Regions from separate parts of the Oryctolagus cuniculus genome. Here region 2 is linked to region 1. A link is a contact called in public Hi-C data. All regions are on one chromosome and are shown on one strand. Each heading gives the region's core, a stretch centred on a gene start, on an enhancer-like site or on the middle of the called end of the contact. The rest is flanking DNA. Distances are from core to core; before and after follow the strand shown. Region 1 overlaps MCC (MCC regulator of WNT signaling pathway). Region 2 overlaps MCC (MCC regulator of WNT signaling pathway).

Region 1 (6,329 bases), core at 3,398-5,897:
TTTTTTTTCTCTGAAATCTTTAAGTGGTTGGTGAAATTCCGTGAAGGCAGTGATTCTTTGGCTTGCACCCAGGCTGTGTGCGTCTTCCCCACACTCAGCTGAAGGATTCCTTTAAAATTGATTAATAACATTCTTGTAACTTGGAAATGCATATATAGATTTCCCCCTCTCAGTTTTTTCTGTGAAGTATGTATTAATATTAGAGGTAAATGCTCTCACTTATCTACACCAAATCTGAGGTGAGATATCAATTTTCCCAGTGCAAAATTACTGAAGTTAAAATAATCGTGTGCGTGTGTGCCTCTGTGTGTACCTATGAGTACATGTAATGCAAGCATGCTTGTATATGTGTATAGACTTCAAAATGTATGCAGGAAATGGAGTCAAAGGATAAGTGAATTTTAGTGAAAAATTTTTGAAATCCATGATGGATCTTCAGAAAGTTGTAAAGTGCATATTATGAAAAAACTTTTTATAGATTTTTAAAGTTCTTTTTTTGTTAGAATTTTTTTTGAGAAGCAAAGGGTTAGGGATCCACTGGATCACTCCCCAAATGCCTGCAACAACCCCTAACCACGGCTGAGGTTGGAAATGCAATGCAGATCTCTCACGTGGGTAGCAGGAACCCAATTACGTGAGCCGTCACTGCCGCCCTCCACAGTCTGCACTGGCAGGAAACTGGCTTCAGGAGCCACAGCCAGGGGTCAAACCCAGGCATTCCACTGTGAGAGCAGACATCCTAACTGCTAGGCTGAATGCCCTCTCCCAGAGTTCTCTTAATCCCGTTATTGCATGAGCTTTCTGAAGGGCCCTCCTGTGTGTGCACCTGTGCCCAGGTGTTCACCCTCGAGTCAGCACTGGGTGAGGAGTACTCTCTGGAGGGCGTAGCATCCGTTCCTGGGGGAGGTGAAACACTTGGCAGAATTGTTGCAGCACTCAGTTTTCCCAGGTGGAGCTCTTTTCTCCAGGAGCCCCTCTGTTTGGCTGTGAATTCGATGTGTGTGACTGAAAGGGTGAGGCAGTGAGTTCTGCAGTCAGGGACTTCGCTTTGATGCGCTAGGCCTGTGCGCTCTGTTTCTCCATCTTCGCCATACAGAAGCTTGCTTCCTCATGCTCCGATGGATAATTTTGCACACAGATCAAGTCGAATTCGAGAAAAAGCTATTTAGTAGGTCTCCGAATCCTTCAGCATTGCTCTTTCTTCCCTGCCTCTAAAGATACCTTGGAAATAACTTCATCAGTAACGTCAGCCTGCGTAGACGATTGTTTTTAATCCCTGTGCAAGTTACTGCACCATTATGCTTAAACATGGAAGAAATGACTATTTTTGAACGCCATCAACTCTCTCCTTTATTTATGGCTAATACCGTAATTAAGAGGCCAGCACTCCCACCTCTCAGATCTAAACGTTGTGTGGTTTTGACCTCTCACACAGAAGCACATTTTCAGAACCCAGCTGTATCGGTTGCCGTGTCCCACATTCGCCTCAGCAGGTGCAGATCCTGCCAGTCAGCAAGGGCTTTATCTGGGCAACCTGATGAAACTGACGTAGCACCAAGGCCCACGCCACCTGTAATTTCCTGGCTGCCCTCCTTGATTGTTATGAGTAATGCGCTAATTAGGTGTGTGCTCTCTGATGGTGCATGTGTCGTGAAGGAAGTGTTGCTTTCGGTATAATTACATATGTGACTTAGAATAAATTTCCTCCTCTGACTTGAGTTACTAAAGCACAAGTCAGCCCTTTGATTGTGACTAGCACAAAATAAAAAAACTGCCCTCCCGCTGCCTTACTTCCATGTTTTCTCCAGCTCTGGGCATCCCTGCTAACAGTGGCATGGTGTGGTGGAGCTACAGTGTGTGCCTGGGCTTGGGCCTGACCTGCCAGGTCACCGTGACTCCTCTGTGCCTCACTGTACTCGGCCATAAAGTAGAGATAATGCAGTCCCCAGGGCAGGAGTAATATGCATAGCGTAGTTAGACGATGCCTGGCACATAGTAAATGCTCCAGAAATAGGTAGCAGTTGCTTAGGATAAAATCCAGAGTTACCTCTTGAATGGTTTATATTTGTGTTTCAATTACTTCCAAATAATAGAATATTGAGGAACTTGTATTTATTTCTCAACTGGAAATGTCCTTGAAATTTGTATGCATGCCCATTAATAAATTATTTCTTTTTATTTTTAGACAGTTGTGGGTTTCAAAAGAATTTTTGAGATAACAATGCCAGTTTATTAGACTTGCAGTGCTAAAAGACATGCCCACCACCATCTCTTCAGTGTATTTCCCTCCTTTGTTTTGCTTGAAAGGCAGAGAGACAGTCACACAGATTGGTTCATCTTCTGTTTGCTGGTTCACTCCCCAAAGGCCCACAACTGCTGGGTCTGGGCCAGGCTAAAGCTGGGATCCTGGAACTCCATCCAGGTCTCCCATGTAGGTGATGGGGCCCATCACCTGCTGCCTTCCAGAGTGCACATTAGTAGGAGTCGAGAGGAGAGCCAGGAGTCAGATGCAGGCCCTCTGAAATGGGATGCAGTATGAGATGCCATGTGGGGTGCCAGGGTTCCAAGTGGCGTCTTCAGTGCGGCACCAGATACCTGCCCCACCCCCAGTGTGTCTCATCTCCCCGAGAAGGAACCTCTGTGGTTGTCATTGTTCGCTGTCGCCCATGTTTAGTTCTGCAGAGCAGCGCAGTGCAGTGCCGAGTTCATCCCTGTGGTGCCGTGCGGCACGGCTGGCTTGCTGTCTCGACAGCGGCTCTGAATGCGTAGTTCATCCAAGTTGCTTAAACGCAGTGGAGGCCGCATTTATTTTTTCTTTGCCCACGTTCACTATAGAATTTTAACTGACCAGATCAATAGAATCTGTGCTTGTCCCTGCCTATAATTAAACAAAGTGCTCTCCATAGGTCTCTGAGCCTTGGTCACTATTTAATTCAATTAGATCTTTAATGTAGTCCGTTAACAAATTGGGCTACTTGACTGAGCAGCAACTAAGGAACAACAGGCAGACAAATTTTATTATTGGTCCCGGTTCATTATTAAATGAGATAATCATTTATTTCTGTGTGCTCTGTTATATAGCCACTTATTTCCTCACACTTAAAGAAGCAGGCTTAATTTAGGCAAGGCACAATTAATTACTGTAGAAAGCAAGTACTGTGTTCTTTATTTATTGGGCATTTCAGTGCTGGGCAGAGTGGTTACTGTGATGAACAGTGCTGAGGAGTCAGGCAAGCAGATCGTGGCCATGGAGTGTGTCTGGTGAAGGGACAGGTGCGCACCCTGAACGTCACAGGTCTGTAGGGTGACGGCAGAGCCCAGCTTCTCCACGTTGTTTGTATTTGTTACCTAAACTGTTTAAGTTACCTGCCGTCTCAAAAGTGTTTTCCCCAGTTTTATGGCAAAGCAAACTTGATGTGGCCACAAGCACATGAATCTGTGTCCCACTAGATCATAAACTTGAACGTAAATACGCCACAGAAGTCCCCTCTGAGCCTCCTGTAGAAGTTCTTCTGGAAGCGCTTCGTGTTCATGGCCTCCAGGTGGTGGTAACAGCTTCTTCCTGTGTCCTCTACGCTCCCTGGGTATTGTGAGCAGGTCTGCGGACTGGTCCCTGTCTCCACGAGGTCTGACTTCTCTGTAAATTCAGGACGACTTCTAGACTTCGTACTCTATGAAACAAGTAAAAACCACCCTACTCTGAAGTTTCTTTCTGGTTTTCCCACTTTCCCTCAAAGTCTGTGTAATGCTTTTTTCATGCTATTTACATTAATTTGGCTCTGTGAAGATTTTGTTGAGGAGCTGGGAGGCTCCTGTCCCCACCAGGGACAGAGATCCACACGGCTGTCTTTTCCAGACAGTTCCTCTTGATGCCTAAATGCAGTGTTCTGTTTATGAAAGATTCCACTGCTCTGTGTCCAGTGCACCCTCATAATAAAAATGAAATCACCTGATTGAGCTAAAATCGTTTAAAGCCTGAAGAAGGACCCTAAATTCCAGCTTCTTAAGTGGATTTCATTTTGGCCCACAGCCTGGAAAGGGACGAGCAAAATTCGCATGCCACCGCACCTCAGAGCCCTTGTGCTTTCCTCTCCCTCCTCCTCCTCAGCAGAAGGTAGCACCGGATTCCTGGTTCTGTAGCCTTTTCCTGGGACGTGAAGCCAGGAAGGGCGAGGCGTGAAAGGAAGGAGGTGTGTCCCTCGCACACGTCACCCCTGGACTCTACGCCAGGAGCTGTTCACAGCCCCAGCCTTGTCACACCCCCTTGTGGCTGTGGCTGCCTGCATCTGCCCATGATCACCCTCGTGCCACAGAGACCCAGTAGCGGTCATTCTGTGCCGTCTGCTCAGCTGGGCAGGGAAGAGATTCAGCGAAGGCGAGTGCCCAGTGCAGTCTGCCCAGCTGGGTGTGCGACACGCGGGCCTGCACTTGGTCCAGAACTTGCCGGCTGAGACTGTTCAGAGCAGGCTCTTACCTGGCCCAAGTCCTGCCCCAGGGTTCTGAATCCCCCGGTGTCGCCCAAGTGCTTGACCTCATCTCAGCACCAGGTCTGATCTGTCATCAGTGGTTCCCCACTGTCTCCTAGGGCACTTGCTGGCTAGTTGTTGATAAATGAGAGTCCGAGTGAAGGCAAAGGGCCTGCTTAGGTAGAGTGATCAGCTGTGTCAGCGTGGGCTTTTTCTTGCGCTTCTTCCTTCTAGTTAACTGGCTTACAGGAGATGGAGTCACCCTCACTAGGACTATTACAGCAACATAACGCAGTGTCATCATAATAGTTATGTGTAAGGGGGGGAGGGGTGAGGTGCCCAGGGCCATAGGTCAAAGGGTACTTGAACTTTTTAATAATATTCTGACTTAATATATTCATAGGGCTGTGATTTTTCTTTTTTTCTTTTCTTTTCTTTTCTTTTTTTTTTTTTTTTTTGACAGGCAGAGTGGACAGTGAGAGAGAGAGACAGAGAGAAAGGTCTTCCTTTGCCATTGGTTCACCCTCCAATGGCCGCCGCGGCCGGCGCACCGCGCTGATCCGATGGCAGGAGCCAGGAGCCAGGTGCTTTTCCTGGTCTCCCATGGGGTGCAGGGCCCAAGCACCTGGGCCATCCTCCACTGCACTCCCTGGCCACAGCAGAGGGCTGGCCTGGAAGAAGGGCAACCGGGACAGAATCCGGCGCCCCAACCGGGACTAGAACCCGGTGTGCCGGCGCCGCTAGGCGGAGGATTAGCGTAGTGAGCCGCGGCGCCGGCCCATAGGGCTGTGATTTTTAATACGTAGATGTACCTAAATAGAGGGCACTAATATGCCAGAATATTAACAGAGGTTAAATCTGGAGTGAAAGTTGTGATTGCTTTTTCTCTTCTTTAGTGTTCAGATTAAGCAAACGCAGACTGCAGAGTGCGTCGTGGAGAGGATCGGTGTGTCCCAGCTTGGGCTTCAGGTTGCCTCCCTCCTGAAAGAGCCTGCAGACGGCCTCAGCCTGGTACTCACCACTTCCTGCCCTTGGCCGTAGCTGCCAGGTGGCTCCACCTGCCCTTCAGGGCTGAGAAAGGGAGCACGTGGCCGTTGTCAAGCAGGTGCCTCTGACAGAGCTGACTGACTGGCTTGATCGTGACACTGGAGAGCTCGGTGTGGCGCATCAGATGCCAGGAAGCGGGCACTTTCCCTTCTCCCTCTCGTGGTGACAACAAATGCGTGAGCATTGCTAGGACGCTATCCCACAAGCCTCTGTGTCAGCAAGTGGGCTGTGAGGCCACAGCGGCCTTCGTCGTGGCCTTGGCGAGCTCTCAGAGACAGGGCGGGGCGGCAGCATCCTGCAGTTACCAGTGACATGGCCAAGAGCCTCTCTGGGCCTCCTCTACCTGCCCCTCCACCGTGGGAGGAAGCGGAACCACAGTCCGTCTGCTGCCCTGCACGGTGCCTGTCCTGTCCCGGGGCACAGTCTGGCGGTGAAGAGCCTCATGTTGAAAGGGACTGCACCTGCTGTGTAGAGCCTACCCTCCCCTGTCACTCGCTAGGGCCACCTGAGGTAGGAGAGAGGGAGTGCAGGCTCCAGCAAGACACAGGCACATGGGGCCCTGGGGCTGCAAAGGCTGGGGCATTGCCTGGACCTGCACAGAATCCCACGGCTCACCCGGTCAAGAAGGACAGCACTTGCACAGGGCCGCTTACCAGTGTAAGCTCAGTAGGGCTTATATTCAAGGCTCTGCAAATACTGATAGTATTGGCATTCCTCAGACGTTTCCAGACTGTACAGGTCCCCCTCAGACTAAACATAGACATGTCAAGGGCCAAACGGGAGCCTAAATCACACTAATAACCCTGAACCTACCCC
Region 2 (6,709 bases), core at 3,928-6,427, 250 kb before region 1:
CGTGTGTCTCTGTGTGTTGTTTGCTTGGCCTCGGAGCTCATGGCGAGCTGTGGTTGTGTTGTCACGTGGTCTCTGTGTATTGTTTGCTTGGCCTCGGAGCTCATGGCGGAGGGCAGTGTGGGAAGCTGCCCACTGGGGCGTGGCATGTGGGTGTATAGGGCAAAACCCATTGAGAAGTCCCCAAAATGGCACCATTGAAGCTTGGCACCTTGGCCTTGCCCTTGCAAAGCAGGAGGGAAGAGTGCCACAGAGCAAGGGGAATCCTCTTCCTCCTTGGTGTCCCTCCAGCGCCGTCTGCTGGCAGGAGAAATGTTGGCAGGGTCCAGCTCCACTCGCACCAAACAGAACAAGAAAGGCAGACTTGGGCGTGGGCAACAGACTGATAACAAGGACAGGTAGTTTTGGTAATGAGGGGCTTCTGGTAGCTTCCTTACAAGCCTTTGACTTTTTTAAAAAATATTTATTTACTTACTTGCTTACTTGAAAGTCCAGGATGAGAGAGAGGCAGAAAAAGTCTCGCATGTGCCGATTCACTGGAGCCAGGAATGGAGCCAGGAACTCCATTTAGGTCCCCGGTATGATCTCTGGTGGCAGGGACCCAAGCACTTGGCCATCATCTACTGCGTCCTGGTGCATTAGCCGGGAGCTGGATCAGAAGCGGCACCGCCAGGACGTAAATTAGGCTCTCTGATAGGATTGGTGGGTATCCGAAGGGGCCACTTAACCACTGCGCTACAGGGCCTGCAGCACCATTTACCTTTCTCCTTTTCTTAAAGGTTTATTTATTTATTCGAAAAACAGAGTTAGAGAGAGAGAGGGAGACACAGAGATCTTCCATCTGCTGCCTCACTCTCCAGATGGCCTCAGATGGTGCGGGGTGGGAGGGAGGGGTGAAGGAAGGAAGCTGGGCCAGGTCTAAGACAGGAGCCTGAAACTCTGTCCAGATCTCCCATACCCAAGCGCTCTCCCAGGCCCATTAATAGAGTGGGATCAGAAGTAGAGCAACCAGGACTCAAATGGGCACTCATATGGGATGCTGGCATCCAAGATGGTGGCTTAACCTGCAGCACCACAATGCTGGCCCCCAACAAATTAATAATAATAATAATAATAAACCTTTCTTTTAAAAATTATGTCATGGAATTGGGACATTACAAATAAAATATTGGAGTTTCTAAGTAAAGGGCTAAGGAAATAAGGTCTGGAATATGGAGTTGATAAGCATTTCCAGCCGGCGCCGCGGCTCAGTAGGCTGTAATCATAAGATTACACAGAGGTGGCCGGTGCCGTGGCTCAACAGGCTAATCCTCCGCCTTGCGGCGCCAGCACACCGGGTTCTAGTCCCGGTCGGGGCGCCAGATTCTGTCCCGGTTGGGGCGCCAGATTCTGTCCCGGTTGCCCCTCTTCCAGGCCAGCTCTCTGCTGTGGCCAGGGAGTGCAGTGGAGGATGGCCCAAGTGCTTGGGCCCTGCACCCCATGGGAGACCAGGAGAAGCACCTGGCTCCTGCCATCGGATCAGAGCGGTGCGCTGGCCGCAGCAGCCATTGGAGGGTGAACCAACGGCAAAGGAAGACCTTTCTCTCTGTCTCTCTCTCTCTCTCTCACTGTCCACTCTGCCTGTCAAAAAATAAAAAAAAAGAAGAAGCATTTCCAGACCTAGAATTGTCACTTCCAGATGACTGAGTGATGGAGAAAGACAAATGGAACCTGGCTCTGTGGAGGCCCCACGCGTGGCTCTGTGCACCGTGTCCAGGGCCCTCCCCCAGGGTCTCAGTCGATGCTGCCGTGAGCACAGGTGGCCCCCCAGGCTGAACCCAGGTGCTGCGCCCTGCACCCTGCTCTCGAGGCGGCCTGCCTACCTTTGTGTGCTTTGGCTTTAGCTCAGCCTGTTGTAAGATTTCATCTTGTAAATCCTGTGCTTAATGTTTCTCTGCAAAAGTCATTTCCATTTTCACAGGGGGAAAAGATAATCCTGAGCTGTGCAAATGGACTCGTGTGAATGTAAAAGCTGACAGAGCTTCGTGTGTCTCTCGGCAACTCCAAGCAGGTTTTCCCCAGTGACCTCTGGGAATTGTCACTTGCGTCCAAACCGTGGCGTGCCGAGCTGCTGTCCGATCGCAGTTATGGGCAGATGTCATGATCTGAACTTTACCTGCTACAACGTCATAGGTCACCTAGGAAGACGCTGCACGGTCGTGTGTTTCAGCCAGTACAGGACATCTTGAAAATGTGTGTGAAGGGGCCAGTGCTGTGACATAGCAGGTTAAGCTACCACCTGTTGGGCCAGCATTCCATATGGACACCAGTTCAAGTCCTGTCTGCTCCACTTGCGATCCTGCTCCCTGGGAAAGCAGTAGAAGATGGCCCAAACATTTGGGCCCCTGCACCCACGTGGGAGACCCAGATGAAGCTCCTGGCTCCTGGCTTTGACCTGGCCTAGCCCAGCCATTGTGGCCATTTGGGGAGTGAACCAGTGAATGGAAGACCTCTCTCCTCTGTCTCTCCCTCTCCCTTTCAAATAAATAAAATAAATGTTTACTAAAAAAGTGTGTATGAAGAAGTCAGAGGTGACAGAGGAGAGGTAGGCAGGGTCTTCCTGTTGGATCAACCTCGCGGGCAGTCTTTACGCCGCAGTTTGGGGCTTGTGTCCCCTCCTCTCCACTCTGGCTGGGCAGTGAGGAGGGGTTTTGCCTCTTTTCTTCCTCGCTCCACCCTCCACCAGCTGTGAGTCCTGGCAGGGAGTGGAAGACTGCACGACTAATGTCCCTCCGACTCCCCCGACAGGGGTCCCTCGGCCCAGGAACCTTTCTAAGGTTAGAAACTTGCCTGCTGGGCCGGCGCCATGGCTCACTTGGTTAATCCTTCGCCTGCGGCACCGGCATCCCATATGGACGCCAGGAAGGGCAGTGGAGGATGGGCCCTGCACTCGCATGGGAGACCAGGAGGAAGTACCTGGCTCCTGGCTTCGGATCGGTGTAGCTCCGGCCGTAGCGACCATTTGGAGGGTGAATCAATGGAAGGAAGACTTTTTTCTCTGCCTCTCTCTCTGTCTATAACTCTACCTGTCTGGATGGACTTCCTGACTCCTGGCTTTGGCCTGGCCCAGTCCTGCTGTTGTGGCCATTTGGGGAGTAAACCAGCAGATGAAAGCTCTCTCTGTCTCTGTCACTCTGCCTTTCGTAAAAATAAAAATGAGTAAACATGTTTTTAAATTATACAGAATAATGTGTGTAGAATTTGTTTAGAAATATCAGTTCATGAAAAAAGATGAGTCTTTGAAAGACTGCCCCCCCGTGTGGCCCCTGCTCTGGCCGTGGTCAGGAGAAGACAGAGCTGCTGGGAGGCAGAGTGGGCCCCCCTTGTCCTCTCCCTGAGACCTCCCCTCTGGGCTGTGGGTCACCCTTCTGCTCTGCTGGGTGGTGCTGGGTTCTTCTTGTGTCCCCAGCCCCCCCCTGCGGTGCTAATGTCCAGCGAGAGCGCCCCAGTGCCCAGGGCCAGCTTGTTGAAGTGGTGACATCTGTGCAGGCCCCGGGCTCTCTTGGCTGCCTGGACCTCCCAGGAACCCAGGCCCCCCAGCATTCAGTGTCTGGGAGGCCAGTGCTGACCCGGCACAGCAGGGGGCAGGGGTGCTGCCAGCCGGCATCCTTCGGCATCTGCCCTGGTTGGCTGGCGCTTTGCAACACCAGCTGTGTCTTCTGCCCTTTCGGCAGGCTGTTGGACTGAGTGCAGGAACATGGTTCTGGGGCCTGATGAGAGTGTTGGCACTGACTGACAGTCGGTGGGACACCAGCAGGTGTCACTGCGTCAGTGAGGTGTTGTTTCTACATTGGTTCTCGTTTTGTTCTCTTTCCTACTGTCTTTGGGCAAAGATCCCTGATGAATGGATTTTAAGACATTTTAAGCACACTAGGGGGCAGTGGTCCCATATTTAGACGTCTGATCGTCACCACTTCCTGTGCTTTTTTCTGCCGTGCCTTTGACATAGTGGAAGGGAAGAGGAGTCCCCCACGTGCTGTGAGTGCCGCTTATTCTGCTGTGTTTTGTCCACACAGAGCCTTGCGGCACCCTGCCTCCCGTTTCTTACCGTTTTGTCTTCCTGCTTCCAGTAACTCCTGTCACTGGGGCTTTGACAGTGGAGCTGTTACCAGCTTCCGAATGGTTTGTTGCTTTTGTTAAGAAAAGGCAAAGGAGAAATAGGAAACACACATTCCTAATTTGGCATAGTAAGATGTTCTGTCTTTGTACCTTGTCTTTGAGAATAAAATCATGAATTAAGAATGAGGGAGGGGGCCGGCGCAGTGGCTCACTTGGTTAATCCTCTACCTGTGGCGCCGGCATCCCATATGGACGCCGGGTTCTAGTCCTGGTTGCCCCTCTTCCAGTCCCTCTCTGCTGTGGCCCGGGAGGGCAGTGGAGAATGGCCCAGGTCCTTGGGCCCTGCACCCGCATGGGAGACCAGGAAGAAGCACCTGGCTCCTGACTTTGGATCAGCGTGGCGCCGGTTGTAGCAGCTATTTGGGGAGTGAACCAATAGAAGGAAGACCTTTCTCTCTGTCTCTCTGTCTCACTGTCTATAACTCTGTCAAATAAATTAAAAAAAAAAAACAATGAGGGAGAAGAACATGTACAAATACAGTGGCATGTACCTTATATGTGTAGAGGTGTTAAAAGACAAACCTTAGGGGCATGTATTTGTGCAGTAATTGAGATGCTCATATCCAATAACAGAGTGCCAGGGTTCGAGTCTCAGCTCCACTTCTGATCCAGCTTCCTGCTAGTGTGCACCCTGAAAAGCTCAAGTAGTTGGGTCCCTGCCACCCACGTGGAAGACTTGGATTAAGATCTGGGCTTCTGACTTCTTCCAGATCCAGTCCCAGCTCTTGTGGGCATTTGGGGAGTGAAACAGCAGATAGAAGATCTCTGTCTCTGCATTTCAAATAAATGAAAATAACTGATTTTTTTATTTAGAAAAGGAAGAACTTTACATGGCTTACATTTAGCAGAGTTTAAGTGAGCGAAGATTGATTCACTTTGGGCAGCCCTCAAAACCAGAAAAGGTTCAGAGATTCAGGCGGCACCGCGGGTCGGCAGCCTCTGCGGACAAAACTGGAGTGGGGGATGGACACAGCTTGATTGGTTGCAGCTCAGAGTTTCTGTCTTTGCACATGGTCTGATCAGCTGGCTGCCTGTGATTGGCTGAAGCTTAGCTGCTGTGATTGTATGGGACTCAGCTATTTGCTACAGAAGTATATTCCTAAATTAGGCTTTCAGTTAGCTTCCTTCCTAAGATTGCAGTTCCATATGTTAGGACTCAAAATACGAAGGCATTCTCCGGCCAAGTTTAGTTTAACAGAGGCAGAAAACCGCAAGCTGGAGTCTGCAGGGCTGCCTGCGCCCCAGGATCACTAGGGAATCTTGCTGCCGCTTCTTCAGAGCTGCCTGCCCCTCCTGCCCCCACGAAGTCAGGGCTGTGCTGGGTGCTAACTGCATGGCTGGGAGTGGACGGGGTAGGGGGTGGCGCAGCTGAATGGCCCAGGATAATGGATTGCAAGAGGAAAGCTCAGGGACATTACGTATCCCAGTGGATTATTTATGAGCATGCCTTTGATGGGATATAAGGAGCCTAGGAAAAGGATTTGCTTGAGAGAGAGAGAGAGAGAGAGAGAGAGAGAGAGAGAGACATAGACATTTACTGTGTTAGTTCACCATGCTTACTCTTAGGCGCAGGAGGGAGATAAAATACAGGGGTATCTTATCCAGTGAAGGCTTTGGATTCAGCCAGCCAGAGACCGGGGTGGGAGGAAGGTTGTCTGACCCGGTGTACAGCCCCCGCTCTGCAGCATGGGGACGGAGGCGCCCTCTGTTCTGCTCTTGGTGTTGCTGGCACACACAACACACATGCACGTATGCGTGTGCTGCGTTTTCTCTGCTCTGATTCCGTGCTCTGAGTCACTGGAGAGAAGCGAAGCGCACGGTGGATTTATGTTGGCCCTCTTGACATGGTTGTGTAGTTATTTGTCCTTTAACGACGACAGGGATGGTTAGCGTTAAATGCGGAGAAAAATGCACCTGCCACGTTGACACCATCTGAGGCATCTATCAAAGATGCATGTGGGTCTCAGAGGCCTCAGTCTGAGTGCCAGGATCGCTGGCTGCTTTCCTTACTGGACTTGAGAGTGGAGGGGAGAGGGGTTGGTGTGAGAGGGCAGGGCTGCCTTCACTTCTCAGCTGGTCCTCAGGGGCACAGGGTCACCACTCCCCAGCCCCATCTCTCCTGTGTCTTGGAGGTCATTGGCTTGAGCCCATGGATCAGGGCAAGGCCTTTCCTTAGGGAAAGAAGCAGGCAGGACGGGTCTCTGCTACTGTGATTAATAACTGGCCACATTTGTTAAGTGGCTTTAGCAGGTATCACCCAGCCCCTCGTCAAGCCTAACCCTCCCCCCACACACATACACACACCAGCTGTCACTGAGGGTCCCATTCGCTTCTCAAGGGCTTCTTCATGAGCTGGGCTTCAGGTAGGCCCAAGAAGTGGACATTGCCAGCTACACCTGCGTTGAGGGAAATGGCTGTTTGTTAGCCATGAGGTTTTATTCCATGTTTATAGATGTCAGTAACAATATTTTCACACTGAGGAATAATAATTGCCCTTTCTATTCCAAATGTCAGCTCCCTATGTCCGTCAGTGTCAGTTGTCAGTCATTCTGTC

The links. Hi-C and Micro-C count contacts between places; a contact is called where the count stands out from the background.
Region 2: a Hi-C map of psoas muscle shows a contact between it and region 1, with 11 times the contacts expected there. The contact joins two enhancer-like sites. A contact is called at or near these places in 3 of 6 Hi-C or Micro-C datasets (ear pinna, psoas muscle and an unstated tissue).

What each region holds. Positions count from the first base shown.
Region 1 is chr6:3,961,794-3,968,122 of mOryCun1.1, reverse strand. All of the region lies in intron 8 of MCC (MCC regulator of WNT signaling pathway), which reads left to right. Among named protein-coding and RNA genes, the nearest start is that of DCP2, 110 kb to the right of the region's middle. Within about 2 kb of position 4,647, at least 1 of the 8 cell types and tissues checked has an H3K27ac peak or open chromatin away from gene starts, as enhancers often do.
Region 2 is chr6:4,213,264-4,219,972 of mOryCun1.1, reverse strand. The region is part of intron 3 of MCC (MCC regulator of WNT signaling pathway); the gene reads left to right. Among named protein-coding and RNA genes, the nearest start is that of MCC, 140 kb to the left of the region's middle. Within about 2 kb of position 5,177, at least 4 of the 8 cell types and tissues checked have an H3K27ac peak or open chromatin away from gene starts, as enhancers often do.